2 separate regions of the Sus scrofa genome follow, and region 2 is linked to region 1. The links are chromatin contacts, called in public HiChIP or PLAC-seq maps. All regions are on one chromosome and are shown on one strand. The core of a region is the stretch at or near the end of the contact, and the rest is flanking DNA. Distances in the headings are between cores, read along the strand shown.

Evidence for each region. HiChIP or PLAC-seq counts read pairs in DNA pulled down with a chosen protein or histone mark.
Region 2: an H3K27ac HiChIP or PLAC-seq map of alveolar macrophages shows a contact between it and region 1. The contact joins the promoter of IL27 here to the promoter of CORO1A in region 1. A contact is called at or near these places in 1 of 5 promoter capture datasets (liver), 3 of 47 Hi-C or Micro-C datasets (embryonic fibroblasts, liver and subcutaneous adipose tissue) and 1 of 2 datasets of contacts at active chromatin or transcription factors (alveolar macrophages).

What each region holds. Positions count from the first base shown.
Region 1 is chr3:18,335,245-18,339,664 of Sscrofa11.1, reverse strand. CORO1A (coronin-1A) reads right to left here and starts at 2,852. Exons shown (of 11, transcript XM_021088028.1): 1 at 2,656-2,852; 2 at 845-1,043. The coding sequence starts at 1,042.
Region 2 is chr3:18,419,407-18,423,632 of Sscrofa11.1, reverse strand. IL27 (interleukin 27) reads right to left here and starts at 1,538. Exons shown (of 5, transcript NM_001007520.1): 1 at 1,508-1,538. The coding sequence starts at 1,538. It overlaps LOC110260087 (a long non-coding RNA gene), which reads left to right and starts at 1,631. Exons shown (of 3, transcript XR_002342911.1): 1 at 1,631-1,947.

The DNA.
Region 1 (4,420 bases), core at 1,603-4,102:
CTAACAGGCCAGGGCCCTGGGCGGGGACAGGCTTGGGGGCATGGGGGCGTTGTCTTGAGGTTGGGGTTCCCTAGGGGAGTGTGTGGGAATGGAGGGGCTGTGGGAACGGGTCCTCCCAAAAGGACAGGGACAGGGGGACGTCTGTCATAAGTGGCCCCCAGGCGGGAGCAGAGGTTTGGAAACGGCCACTTCCGGGGACAGCTGCTGCAGCAGGGCTTCCTGTGTGAAGAGCAAGCCCAGCTCTCACCACTTCCTCTTCTCTTTGTTTCCATCGGCCCTTTTAAGGTAACAACACAGGGCCCATCTCCCCTTCCTGTCTCACCCCTCGAGAGCACAGGAGTGTGCTGGGGGTGGGGGGTCAGCAGACAGCATGAAGGAGGGGCAGGATCCGAGGGAGGACTGGCTCAGGGGCAGGGGGAGGGGGCTTCTGGATCATCCCTGCCTGGGAGCGGGGGGTCCGAGCTTGCTGGGTTCTTAAAGGCTCAGATGGACCCCCACCCAGCGTCCCTGCAAACCCTCAGAGCACCGCTGGGCCTGCCCAGACCCCAGCCCAGCCCTCTCTGTGCTCCCCAGGGGAGCAAGCTGCAGGCTGAGACGTGGGAGGCCTGGCCCTGGGTCTTCAGGACTTACTGTATGACCCTTCCTGTGTCACCTCCCCAAAGAGCTTCAGCTCCCACCCAACCATTGCATGTAGGAGCTGGAAGAAGGGTGAAGTTCAGCTGATCCAGCTCCATTGTACAGACGATAGCACTGCGGCCCAGGAAGGTTTGGTGACAGTCACCTAATCAGGACCCCCGAGAGGCCACTGGATGACCAGAGGCCACCTAGGACTCCAGGCGCTCACCTTGCTCAGGGGCAGTACCAGGAAGGCCCCGCCCCCGCTGGCCTCACAGATCAAGGCCACGAACTTGGGGTTGACAGCACAGAAGCCACTGTCCCAGGTGGTCTGTGAGACGCGCACGTCCTCATAGCACTGGTCGGCCTTGGCTGGCTGTCCAAACACGTGGCGGAACTTGCTGGAACGGACCACCTGCCGGCTCATCCTGGCGGGCACACAAGTAGAAGGCTTTTCTCCCTTTGGGTCAACGCGGACCTTACACTGGTCCCCGTCTCCCCCAGGACACCCCTGGGCCTGGCCTTCATGGTCTCAGCTAACTTCCCCAGCTTGTCTCCCCGGCGCCCTGCTGCTGGCCTCTGTAATTGACATCCCGCTACCCTCACAGTGGCCTTGCCCGACCCCCCTACCTCTGGCTGATCTGCAGGGCCCACCCACCGCAGCCTGGCTCCTGTACCCTCGGCCTCGGGGGCAGAGCCCGCTGTGGGGTGGCCCCTGGTGCCGGCCCATTTGTCCCACTGAGTGGCTGACAGACACAGAGTCCTTCATCCCCCGCTGGGTCACACTCCGGGCCTTCCGTGTGGACAGCTTGGAGGGTGGGGTCTCTCAGTCACAGGGTCCAAACTTCACACCCTCACACCCACGTGGGGAGCCTCCTAAAGGCCAGGCACTCCCAACCTCCAGGCTCAGGGCTGGACACACAGAGGGATGTGGCTTGTGGGTTTGCCCAGGAGGCACTTCTTCAGTGGCTCAGTGGCCCTCTGGGCACCAGAAACAGGCAGATGGCTGGGGCCCGAGCATCTCCTCTTCCATATACCTCTCTGCTTCCTGCCTGGCCTGGTTCCTTCCCCAGCCCCTCTGGAACCACCCATGGGAAGGGAGCAGCCGGCACTCACTTCTTGGAGTCGGGCTAGGACGGTTCCCCCACCCCACGGTTGCTGGATGGTCAGTGCGCAAAGCCAAGGGGCCTGCCTCTGGCTGCCCACGCTCCAGGCCGGGTCCTGGTGCCCAGCAGCATCACCTTCCAGCTCAGCGTGGGGACCTGTGCTGCCCACTCAAGAGCACCCTCCGGGCCTCTCCTCCATCACCTCAGCTCCACCCTTTCACCCTCTGCCTTCTGGCCTAGCCCTTTGGTGTGTGGGGGGGCTGCTCCAGCCACCCTTGCCCACCCTGCGACTCTCCAAGGGGCTCCTGGGTCCACCTGCCCAGAAAGCGGGTGAGGAACCTGTGTGTGGGGAAGCCCGTCTGGGGACAAGGGGGGATCCTTCCCAAGTGAGAAGCCTGGATCTGGGGAGCCAGGAGCCCCCAAATTGGAGGTTGGGAGACAGGAAGCCAGCGCCCCACCCTGCCTCCTCCCCCACCGCAGGTACTAGGCCCGGAAACCACGGAAAGGGGAACTTGGGCTTTTCTTGTTTTGCTCTCAACCCCTTCCTGTCTCCCAGCTCAGGGCAGCTGCTCGGTGCACCCCACCCTGCCCCCCTCCCGCCCCCAAACTCGCCCAAAGATGCCAAGGGGAGTCTGGCCAGCACATGTCCTGACCCCCGGGCTCCCCCACCTCCATCATGGCTGCGGTGGCCCCTCGCCCTCGTCCCCTCACCGCGCCCTCCCGGACACACGGATGGACCCGCCCACGCGCACCTGCACCCTCAGGCGAGTCCCTCCACGCGGGGCGTGGAGCGGCTCTGTCCCCATCGCCGAGCCAGCTCGCTTTGACAGTCCGTCCGCCCCCACAGCCCGCTCCTGCCAAGCCCTCGCCTGCCCCACAGGTGGCCCAGAGCAGCGATGCCGAGTCCCGCGCCCCCGTCCCCGGGGGGTCTTACCTGCTGCTGAGAGAGGAGTGACCCCCCAAACGGAGGAGGGAGAGGAGGAGGCGGAGGAAGGAGCTGGAGGAGCCGGAGACTGCCCGCTGAGGATGCTCTCGTCAAGACAATGAATGAGAAGCGGCGGCGCCCGCCTCCTTAGGGGTGGCAGCGCCCCTTTGGGCGGAGCTCTTAAAGGGGAGAGCCCTTCGCTCCGCCGAGGCGCCGCCTCGCCCAGCGGACCGACCGCAGCCTCCCCTCCCCTCCCCTCCCTCCCTCCGTGGAGAAGCTCCGCGCCTTCGCTGCCAATGCCAGACCAAAACAGATGCTGTTGGCCAGTGGCTGCCAATCTCATCTTTTAATGTCAAAATGCAAAAATAACCTGTTCCTTCAGCCCACCCCTAGCCTACTCGCCACCCTTTCCCTGGCCATCATGGAAGAGTCCATCAGTGCGCCCCCCGGCGGGCCCGGGTACAGGCCCCCCGTGCCCACCCCCAGCCAAGGCTGTCCTGCCTTCTGTCGCCCCCACGGAACAGAGCTGGGGAAGGGACAGGAGGAGGGAGAGCCACCTGCAGGCAGGAGACCTGGCGTCTGTCCTGGCCCCTGCATTTACAAATGGGTGGCCCCGGGAGAGTCTCTTACCCTCTCTAGGTCTGTGTGCATCTAGGAGCACCTCTGCCCTGCCTGCCTCAAGGGGGAAAATGGAATAATTGGGCGCTTCTTTGGGCGGGGAGGGGTGGGAGCTATAGAGGTGAAGGAGTCGGAGTTGGGCAGCTAGCGGAAGGCAAGGCACAAATAACAGCTCTAATGAGCTAAGTAGAAGAGTTGCCACGGTGGTGCAGTGGGTTAAGAATCCTACTGCAGTGCCTTGGGTGGCTGCGGAGGCACAGGTTCGATCCCCAGCAGTGGATTAAAGGATCCAGCTTTGCCTGCAGCTGCTGCAAGAATTCAACCCCAGGTCTGGGAACTAACAAAAAGAAAAAGAGCCAAGTAGGAGTTCCTGTCGTGGCACAGCAGAAACGAATCTGACTAGCATCCATGAGGACACAGGTTCAATCCCTGGCCTGGCTCAGTGGATTAAGGATCCGGCATTGCCGTGAGCTGTGGTGTAGGTCACAGATGTGGCTTGGATTTTACGTGGCTGTGGCTGGGTTGTAGGCCAGGTGGCTACAGCTCCGATTTGACCCCTAGCCTGGGAAGTTCCACATACCACGTGTGCAGCCCTAAAAAGACCAAAAAAAAAAAAAAGCTAGAGGAGGAAGCCTGGGCTTCAGACTCAAGAGGAAGGAGTTGGTTCCCAGCCAAGAGACTGCCTCATAGAGGTAGAAACACCGGGGGCAGGGAAGGCTTGCTCTAGAATCATTGCTTTCTGAGTTTGAGTCCTGGCTGTCACACCTACAGAGTGATCTTGGGCAGGTTCCTTAATCTCTGTCAGCCTTAGTTTCTCTGGCTGTAACAGCCTCACACCTACCATGAGATTATGGAAATGGATCTTTTTTTTTTTTTTTTTTTTTTTTTTTTTTTTTTTTTTTTTTAATGGCTAGACCACAGCATATGGAGGTTCCCAGGCTAGGAGTCGAATCTGAGCTGCAGCTTCCGGCCTACACCACAGCCACAGCAACTCGGGATCCAAGCCATGTCTGTGACCTACACCACAGCTCATGGCAACACTGGATCCTTGACCCACTGAGCGAGGCCAGGGATCGAACCTGTGTCCTCATGGGTCCTAGTCGAGTTCATTCTGGCTGAGCCCTGATGGGAACTCCGAGGTTATGGAAATGGAAAG
Region 2 (4,226 bases), core at 289-2,788, 85 kb before region 1:
AACCAGGGCCTCGGGGGTGGACTGGTGATGCTAAAAGCTCTCTCCCAGGGAGTCAGGAGGACAGATTGGTCCAGCCTCCCCTGAGGCCCACGGGTCACTTTGCAGGGGGGGAGGGACAGGAGGGGCCAGGAAAGGAGAAGGAGGCCTGGCATGGGAGGCCGAACCTCTGGTTTTCATTTGGGTTCTTCCTTTGAGCAAGTCACCCCCTCTCCCCGTGCCTCAGTTTCCCATCTGTAAAATGGGGGAGTCAGATTAGCTGATTCCTGAAAGCGCTTCCTGCCCTGTCTTTCCTGGAAAGAGGGAAGAGAGGCAGTGTGGCTCTGGGAAGAGGGCCGTGTTTCTCTTTCAGGGAGAGGAAATCTAGCAATCACGGGGGGTTATGCAATTCTCCATGAAACACAAACCAAAACCAGCCCCGAAGTTCAAGTCTATTCCTGCTCACCCTCCTCTCCATGCCTCTAACCCTATGGCTTCTTGATCTCTCGCCCCGGGCTCTGCTGGAAATGACCCCTCCATAGACACTACGGGGAGCTTCTGGATGCTTCCAGCTCCCCGCCCCGCTCCATGGGCTACCAGACGTGGTGGGCCGTGTGTGCCACGGCTAGCATTCGGGTTCCCTGACTTGGGACCACTCTGGCACCCTGGAGACCGAAAGCAGTGTGGGGTTCTCCCTAGCTGTATGGGTGGGTACTGCCCTCCCCCTCCCCACCCTGCCCCCTACCCTGGGGGACGGTGTTCCCACCTCGAACCGAGCTGTACCATTTCCCTGCTTCCTGCCTGGGCTGTGGAGCCCCCGGACCCTTCTCTTGGCTTCTCTTTCCACCTCTGCAGGCAAGCCTGGGTCTTGCGCTCTGGACTTGGAAGGTTCCATCTCCACCCTCCAGCCCTCGGTCCCTACTCAGCCCCCTGCCATCCGCTCCTCCGCCCATAGCTCTGGTTCCAGCCTCTGAGCCCTTCAGTCACCAACCCCAGACTGGACCTCCTTCGAAGCTCCAAACTCCAGACTCTTGCCCCAGTTAAGCTCCTGACTCCTTGCCCCCAATGTCACCCCCTCGGGCCAGCTCCGCCTGCCCTGCTGTTCTTCCTCTGGCCGCCCTGTCTTCAGCCAAGTGGACTGGCCCCTGCTCATTCACTCCAAGGAAACTCCTCATTTATCTGCCTGGTCCCCACCCTGGTCACAGCACCTGCCCCAGCTCTCCCCATTCACACCCATCCAGTCTTCCCATTCTCAGCCCAGCCCTCACCAAACCTCCAGCCTTCTGCCCCTGACCCCCCATGCATGCCAGCCACCCCACCTTATCCTCTCCCCAGCCCTGGCCTAGCAATTACCCCCCTGCCCCAGCCCCTCTTCCCCATTTATGTCTGACTCTATCCCATTCTCCCGTCAGCTGGGTCCCGTATCTTTCAGCCCTTGGCCCTGAGCCACAGAAGTCAAAGTCACCCACCCTCTGCCCAGGCTCCGCCAAGTCCCCCATCCCTCTACCCCCAGCCCTAGCCTCCAACTCACGCCAGCCAAGGTCGTCTGCCATCTGGCCCATGGCGGGGCCCAGCCTCTTTGGCCAGCCATCTCCCGGGCAGGGGGAATCTTATACTGGGGGCTGCGCCCAGTTTCACTTTCCGTGCTGCTTGTACTTTCGGCTTTGTGTTCACTCAGTCTTCCCTCCTCGCCACCCCTCGCTAAAATGGGGAAATGTAATTTCCCTTCCCAGAGAGGGTGGGAGGTGCAGTGGGGGAGGCGGGAAGCTGGGGTTTCGATCCATCCCAGCTTCTGACCCCCGCTGGGCTCCCAGGCCCAGCCCTCCCCTCACTTCCCCACTCTCGGGTGTGCCACCCCACACTGCGTGCTGGTAGGTCCCAGAGACTCGAACCCCCTCCCGTTTCTCTGCTTTGTCATTGTCATCCTAGCGCCATCACCAGCTCACTGTCCTGCAAAAGATGGATGGCCAGGTAAGGGGATTGCCCATCCGAAGGGACTGGGGGTTTTGAGTCATCCTTACTCTTTTATGGTTTACCAGATGGCTGAGGGAGGGAATGCCAGGGAAGTCAGGGCTTGGTGGGTGGCTGGGAGGGGGGCTTTGTCTGGGTCCGGACAGAGACAGGGTTTGATCTATAGCAGCCAGGGTCAGGGATGAGAACAGGTGCATTCAGGGTCATGCTCAGCCTTCAGCCAGAGTCAGATCCAGGATTACTGCTCAGTCTATAACTAGGATCAGGACTTGGTCGAGGGCTGGACTCCTCAGAGGTTTGTCTGAGCCAACATCCTGGCTCTGCTTATATTTGGGGTCAGAGCTATCAGTGGTTAGGCTCTGTTCAGACAGAGCACAGACCTCAGTCTGCGGCCAAGCTTTCTTTTTCTTTTTTCGTTTGTGTGTGTGTGTGTGTGTGTGTGTGTCTTGTTAGGGCCGCACCCGCGACACATGGAAGTTCCCAGGCTAGGGGTCAAATTGGAGCTACAGCTGCCGGCCTACACCACAGCCGCAGCAATGTCAGATCTGAGCTGCGTCTGAGACCTACACTGCAGCTCACGGCAATGCCGGATCCTCAACCCACTGAATGAGGCCAGGGATGGAACCCGCATCCTCAAGGCTACTAGTTGGGTTCGTTCCCACTTGAGCCACCACAGGAACTCCTGTGGCCAAGGTTTCAATTGAGCCTGTGACTCAGGTCAGGGCTCCGGCTTGGACTGGGATAAGAGCCAATGACCAGGGTCAGGGCTCAGCTTGTGGCCAAGTTGGGGTTCTGTGAGATCAGGATCAGGGCTCAGCCAGGTCCCAGAATTGTCCTGGTGCTTCTGTTCTGTAGACAGCGGTCAGGGGCCAGGCTACCGCTCTCCCTTCCAGCATAGCCCCACCCTCAGCCCCACCCTGGATTTCCCATCTTTAGGGAGAAGATGGGGGTTTCTTGGTCTTCCCCCAAGACCACGGCTGCCACTTTCCTTTTAGGACCCATGGGGTTTCCCTGCTGGGTCCCAGCTCTGAGACAGAAACCTAGGGGGCTTCCCCTTCCTGTACCCTGCCTCCTCGGCGGTGCCTGGGCAGGGCCACCTGGGACCAACTGCCAGGGAAGTACCAGCACCCGCCAGGGGAGCAAGCCCAGGGGGCTACTGGAGGAGAAGGAAAAGGAAGAGCTGCTGGCACCTGCTGAGGCAGGAACGGTTTCCTTTGCAGCGCCCCCCAGTGGTGCCAACCGGTTCTCCCCGTACCATGCAGCTGGTGCTCCCCGCTGTGGGTTCCATCCATCCTGAGACGGGTGGTGGCAACAGGCAGAGGCCCTGGCTGGTCTTCCTTATATCCCCAAGTCTTGCCATTGTCCTGGAGGCATGGCAGCCCTACTCACCCCTCTGCCCCCCACCCCCACCGCAGCCACTCCTGCCGTCATCCAGAACTGCGGTACCTCGCCCTGATCTTGGACCCCATCTCCCACTCTCTGGCCACAACCTCCCGGCCCTCGCTGCTTCTCTGCTCTTCTCAGTCGGGCTGCACTCGAGTCCTCCAGCCTCTCCCCTCCCTCCTGCCCTCTTCCTGCTCCACCAACTGCTTCTTTGCCTTTGCACAGCTGGTCTCTCTGCCTCAAATGCCCTTGCTGCCTCTTCTCTGGATGGAATTCCCTTTCTCCAGCTTTCTCTGTACCTGGACCCCCTGGCACTGGCATTCTGCCCTGAATGGCTCATTCCTTCCCGCCATAAATCTCGCCTCCGATGGACTTTTCACATTTCTTTATTTTGCCCACTCTATCCTGGCTCAAAACACTCTAGCCGTACTGGCCTCCTCATTGCTCCTAGAACATGCCAGGCATGCTCCTGCCTCAGGACCTTTGCACTTCTGCCAAGGACTCTCTTCATAGCTGCAAAGCTCACTTTTGCCTTACTATTCTGCTCAAATGGCCCCTTCACAAATGGGCTTTTCGGAGTTCCCGTCGTGGATCAGTGGTTCAAGAAACCGACTAGTGTCCATGAGGACTCGGCTTTGATCCTTGGCCTTGCTCAGTGGGTTAAGAATCTGGCATTGCCATGAGCTGTGGTGTAGGTCACAGACGCGACTCAGATCCCGCATTGCTGTGGCTCTGGCGTAGGCTGGCAGCCGTAGGTCTGATGAGACCCTTAGCCTGGAAGTTTCCATATGCCACAGGTGGGGCCCTAAAAAGAAAAAGAGATTATTGAATACACCTGATTTCTGCCACAAGGGTCTAACTCAGCTCAGAGCTGGTGAGCTGTAAATTGCCCGGAT